Regions from separate parts of the Mus musculus genome. Here region 1 is linked to region 2. The links are chromatin contacts, called in public HiChIP or PLAC-seq maps. All regions are on one chromosome and are shown on one strand. Each heading gives the region's core, a stretch centred on a gene start, on an enhancer-like site or on the middle of the called end of the contact. The rest is flanking DNA. Distances are from core to core; before and after follow the strand shown.

Evidence for each region. HiChIP or PLAC-seq counts read pairs in DNA pulled down with a chosen protein or histone mark.
Region 1: a contact with region 2 is called in an H3K27ac HiChIP or PLAC-seq map of regulatory T cell precursor, with 8 times the contacts expected there. The contact joins two enhancer-like sites. A contact is called at or near these places in 1 of 39 promoter capture datasets (embryonic stem cells), 3 of 15 datasets of contacts at CTCF or cohesin (large pre-B cells, pro-B cells and stem cell-derived epiblast-like cells), 45 of 484 Hi-C or Micro-C datasets (the AML12 cell line, B cells, CD8 T cells and 22 more), 5 of 115 datasets of contacts at active chromatin or transcription factors (CD4 single positive thymocytes, T-cell acute lymphoblastic leukemia, embryonic stem cells and 2 more) and 4 of 9 other capture datasets (adipose tissue, embryonic stem cells, liver and 1 more).

The regions. Positions count from the first base shown.
Region 1 is chr15:100,017,371-100,020,070 of GRCm38.p6, reverse strand. No RefSeq gene overlaps it. Among named protein-coding and RNA genes, the nearest start is that of Dip2b, 20 kb to the left of the region's middle. Within about 2 kb of position 1,385, at least 24 of the 459 cell types and tissues checked have an H3K27ac peak or open chromatin away from gene starts, as enhancers often do. A contact at or near this core is called in CD4 single positive thymocytes, CD8 T cells, Th1 cells and 1 more, where this site is marked.
Region 2 is chr15:100,179,022-100,181,721 of GRCm38.p6, reverse strand. Dip2b (disco interacting protein 2 homolog B) reads right to left here. Exons shown (of 38, transcript NM_001159361.2): 21 at 286-413. Among named protein-coding and RNA genes, the nearest start is that of Atf1, 47 kb to the left of the region's middle. Within about 2 kb of position 1,296, at least 68 of the 459 cell types and tissues checked have an H3K27ac peak or open chromatin away from gene starts, as enhancers often do. A contact at or near this core is called in CD4 single positive thymocytes, CD8 T cells, Th1 cells and 1 more, where this site is marked.

The sequences.
Region 1 (2,700 bases), core at 136-2,635, 160 kb after region 2:
CAAGCCTTTTTGAAATTATCATTGGGTCATAAAGGAATAATAAAAAACAATCTCAAAGTCAGCAACAACAGTGTGGCAGGTTTGAGTTTGCTTTCCCATGGTAGCCTGAACTGTTAGCTCCAGGAAAAGGCCTGGCTTTTACACTTGAAACCAAGCTAGGCTTGCAGATAACTGAGCCTTGGTTTTGAAGCTTTTCTAATTTAAACTTTCCCTTAAGGCTCTTACATTTGTTATCAACAGCAAGCAACATGCAACATGCCCCTCTTTGTATCCAAAGTTATTATAAAGCCAGAACTGATTGGGCAGCTTCCTAAAGGAGTTGGTCAAGGTCGGCTTGCTGCTAAATTGTCTGATAGGACTAGGGCTCTTCATGGATTCCAGTTAGTAAAAAGAGGAGCCAAGAGAATAGAGGAAGGAGGGTGGAGTGTTGGCTGACCTGTCAGCTGTAGCATTTCCCAAAGCTGTATTGTTAGTAGAGCCTAGTGGTTAAGGGGAAAACTATAACCTGGTCAAAGCAGACCATGGCAGAGCCCTCGTGGTGGGGAACAGTGCAGCTGAGAGAAGAGCTTCCATCTATAAATCCAGTACAGTGGGGACATGACAGGGGAAATGTATAAAGTTGTGGATTTTTCTGTTTCATGTGGATCTAGACAGGAATTTGTGAGGGTAGGGCCTTGGGAAGGAGTGTTCCAGGATTCAGGCAGGGCAGCCAGCAATCAAGGGATATGAGGAATTTCTAGGATGGTGGTAACAGTTGAAACTTAAAAGGGACAAAGCAGGCAGGCTCTTGTGTGATGGGAGGTCCTTGAGCTTGTGACAAGTCAGAGAGCAACTAACCAAAGGTTGTAAGGAAGGCTGCCGATTATCCCCCAGAGGCAAGGTTCTCATCCCCTAACTGCTGAATCTGGCTGTTGTGTGGATTGACCAGGAACTAGGTGTCCTTGCAAGTTAGTTGATTTTTGGGGGCAGATTAAGGAAGGTTCCTGGTAAACAGACTCTCACCTTTAGGTGTGGGGGTCTCTGCAAACTTTACAGGTAACAGTAATGGGGTTGTGGAAGGCAAGAAGGCAGTTTGGCCCAACACAGCTCAGCAGCCATTGTCACTTTAAACTTCTGGAGTCTAACCCCAGGGGTTTATTTTATGCTTACTTAAGCACAGCACAATCCGGTAAAAACTGTTCTCGTGATGACTATCTTGAGCCCACACGCACAACAAAACCTAGATCTAAGACACAAAGGCGACTGCAGATCAGACACAACTGCATAGGAACTCTCTGTGAAGAGGACATAGGACATCTGTAACGACGCATTCTATAGATTGACTCAAGAAAACAAGTTCACTAGGAGTCTGGAGGGGTTTTTAGTGCTGGAAAGCCCCTAGCCACACATATAGCAAAAAGGTCACCAGGCTAGAAAAGAAAGCACATAGTCTGCTCCAGCCTTCTGGAGTGAAAAACAGGTATTGCCCTCCTTCCTGTATACAATCTTGTGTGCTTAGGTTCCCTTAGTGCAGGACTTGGGAGAACAAACCTGCCTCTTACAGTTAGGTTTACTTTGCCTACATCCTGTTAGGACATTCACACTGCCATTTGGGGGTGGGGGTTGAGGGACACTGCTCTGACCCTATCTACATGTTTCCTTTTGTGCTAGTAGGATGCTGTTAGTGTGACTTTAAAAAAAAAAAATTTGTACACTGTCTTCAGACACACCAGTAGAGGACATTGGATCCCATTACAGATGGTTGTGAGCCACCACGTGGTTGCTGGGAACTGAACTCAAGATCCCTGGAAGAACAGTTAGAGTTCTGAACCATTGAGGGGTTGTCCTCTGACTTCCACACACACCGTGGAAGATGTGCACCTTGCCCCCAAATAAAATACATACAAAATTGAGTAAAAGTGTAAGTATATTTAATGTTTTTTTTTAAACTAAACTAATTAAACTCATTTAAAAAAAAATCGCAAGCCGGGCGTGGTGGCGCACGCCTTTAATCCCAGCACTCGGGAGGCAGAGGCAGGTGGATTTCTGAGTTCGAGGCCAGCCTGGTCTACAAAGTGAGTTCCAGGACAGCCAGGGCTATGCAGAGAAACCCTGTCTTGAAAAACCAAAAAAAAAAAAAAATAAAAAAAATAAAAAAAAATAAAAAAAATCGCAAATGTGCCAGGCGTGGTGGCACATGCCTTTAATCCCAGCACTCGGGAGGTAGAGACAGGTGGATTTCTGAGTTCAAGGCCAGCCTTGAACAAATGTAATATTACTGATTGAGTCCACAAAAAAAGAATAGCCACTTAGAGGCTGGGATGTAGCAATGCAGACAGCATGCTCTCTCAGAATATCCAAAGCTCATGCTGGCACCAAATCAATCAAGACTGGTGGTCCAGCACTGGCACTCAGGCAGTGGGGCAGGTGATCAGAAGCTCATGGTTAGTGAGGATGAGGCCAGCCTGGGCTACATGAGACTCGGTCTCAAGCAATGAAACAAAGAGAAAAGGAGTGTCAGGGTTGTGTGGTTAAGAGCAATTCCTCTTCTTCCAGAAGACTGAGCCTGAATCACAGCAGCACAGGCAGCCCACAAACACCCTAACTCCAGCTCCTGGGAATCTTATCGAGCTTTCTGCTCTCTGTGGGACAACACATACTAATGAATCTCTGACAAACACTAAGGCACTGACTCAAGACTTCCAAGGTCTTGTCAGCATT
Region 2 (2,700 bases), core at 47-2,546:
AAGATTCTTAGGTCTGCTCTCGCAGAGTGGCAGCCACCTATATTGGCCTGGACAGCACAATCTCTGAAGAAGGTCATGTTTTTTATCTTGGAATTCTCCTCAGTCTTCAGAATCAACAATCATTGACAGACTCTGAGACTGCTCACATTTCATGCCTCAGCTGCAGGACGGGTATTTAAAGCTGGGCTTTGTCACTCTAAGCTAGACCAGCCCAAGCACCTGGAAGAACCACAGAGCGCAGCTCAGATCACCCCAGAGTGGTGACACGGATCTCAGAGCACTCACCTTCCTCGATAGACGGTCTTTATGGACTCCACAGCCAATCCAGTAGCAACAATGTCATCGGCGTTATGTCTTCGGCCGCTGACCATGAGTAATCCATCCATTTTTCCAACCACGAACACCAAGCTACCCTGAAAGTTAGCAATGATTCACCTTCATTTCCATAGTTTAAAGGGTAAAACAGACACCTTACATTTCCTGTTTTCATGAAAATGTCACTAAACAAAACCAAACCAAACACTAAGAAACGTACCTGTGAAACATGTACACAGTTCAACTCCCAACACCACAAAAAACGTGTTTATACGAAAGAAAATAATGTCATAGTTTATGGGATTTATTATTATTTTTCTTTAGAATTAGTAAAAAAGCACATCTTAAAGCCACCAAGTCTTTAAAAGGCTCGATCTGTGTGCATGTGTGTGGGCACAGGCAGGCCACTGCCCGCTGTGACTCAGAGGACAACTTGCAGGAACTGTCCTCTCCTTCCACCCAATGGGTCCCAGGGACGCCTCTACCTGCTGAGCATCTGGCTAGCACCCACTGAGGTCTTACCGTCTATAAGAGATTAATCCGTTCCTATTTATTCTTAGGGGAAATCTCACTCTCACAGGGGAGAAACTGTGCTCACACACAGAGTTCCCTTTTCCAGCCACAGGTGTGCATTAGCTCTTCTGTAGTTGGCACAGGGTGAATACCAGGGAGAGAAATGTTACTTTATTGCTCCTGGAGCTAGAGAGAGCCAACGGTTTTAGTGTGTGAATAGTTGCTTTGAGCTCGCAAGGGTAACACTGTCTCCATTGGCAAGATCAGAAACACATACCCAAGAAGGTCTAAGAACCCTGCAGATTTTTGGACAACAGAGCAGCAGGCCCCTGGGTCCATTGGCCCTTCGCATGTCCTCTCGAGTTGGCAGTTACCTCCACAAGCATGTCACTCTTGCTGAGCACAGTGTAGTGCCACACAATGACTGGGCTAAGCCAGAAAAACAGAATGTCAATGCACAGGAAGCTGCTGGTCTACCCACAGTGCCAGAGGAAGCCAGCCAACTCCACAACGCCAGAGCCAGAGGGGACACACTTCTAACAGTCTGCTGGTGGTAAATGGAGAGAGAGGCGGCTAAGGGAATGTCCTGGTCCTGCAGAGGACATGAGTGTGGCTGCCAGCACAAAGTCTGGTGGCTCACAGCTCCTTTAACTCCAACACTGCTATGCATGTAGACTTGCATATACATTTAACATAATAGAAACAAATCCTTAAAAAAGAGAGAGAGAAGGGATGCCTGCTTCTCCAAATCTTTCACAGTGAGGCTGTTTAGCTGACATGGTATTTCCATCTTCATCTTCCTTGCAGCTAGATCTGACCATGGGACTGGTTCAGGCCAGACACAACCAGACCCTTTACATGGGGTTCAGGGGATCATTCATAGAGAGCGGACAACAGTCTATCTGTTTCAGACTGACGGTTGGAGCTGGGTCCTGGACCTCAATAGCAGTGCAGCAAGCTCGCTCAAGATTTGGGCTCTTGAGACAGCTGAAGCTGCACTGCAGTGTTAAGGGCTCAGTGTCACATGCTCTTACATGAGCTGAGCGCTAGGAGGAGGAAGAGGAGAAGGAGGAGGAGGAGATGGGCAGGAAGGAGCCATCGACAGATGGAGGGTATGAGTTGACAGGATAGTGACTACCCCATGGCTCGCCACTGCCCTACCCACTGGCCATCAGAGCCTGGCTCTCTGCTGCCTTTGTGTCCTGCTCAGGCTCAGTATGTGCCTTGAGAACAGGCTTTTGGGTCCTTGTCTCTCTAGACCACTACCATGAATAACACTTGCCAGGTAACGAACTGTTTTCTAAGAATTTACAATGACCCAGGGTGGGCACTGCTGAGAATCCTTAAGAAAACACTCTCATGCCCGGCGTGGTGGCACACACCTTTAATCCCAGCACTCAGGAGGCAGAGGCAGGCGGATTTCTGAGTTCGAGTCCAGCCTGGTTTACAAAGTGAGTTCCAGGACAGCCAGGGCTACACAGAGAAACTCTGTCTCGAAAAACCAAAAAAAAAAAAAAAAAAAAAAGAAAAGAAAAGAAAACACTCTCAGCTAATGGATGGATCACAGGGCTCCCAATGGAGGAGCTAGAGAAAGTAGCCAAGGAGCTAAAGGGATCTGCAACCCTATAGGTGGAACAACATTATGAACTAACCAGTACCCCGGAGCTCTTGACTCTAGCTGCATATGTATCAAAAGATGGCCTAGTCGGCCATCACTGGAAAGAGAGGCCCATTGGACACGCAAACTTTATATGCCCCAGTACAGGGGAACGCCAGGGCCAAAAAGGGGGAGTGGGGGTGGGTGGGTATGGGGGACTTTTGGTATAGCATTGGAAATGTAAATGAGCTAAATACCTAATAAAAAATGGAAAA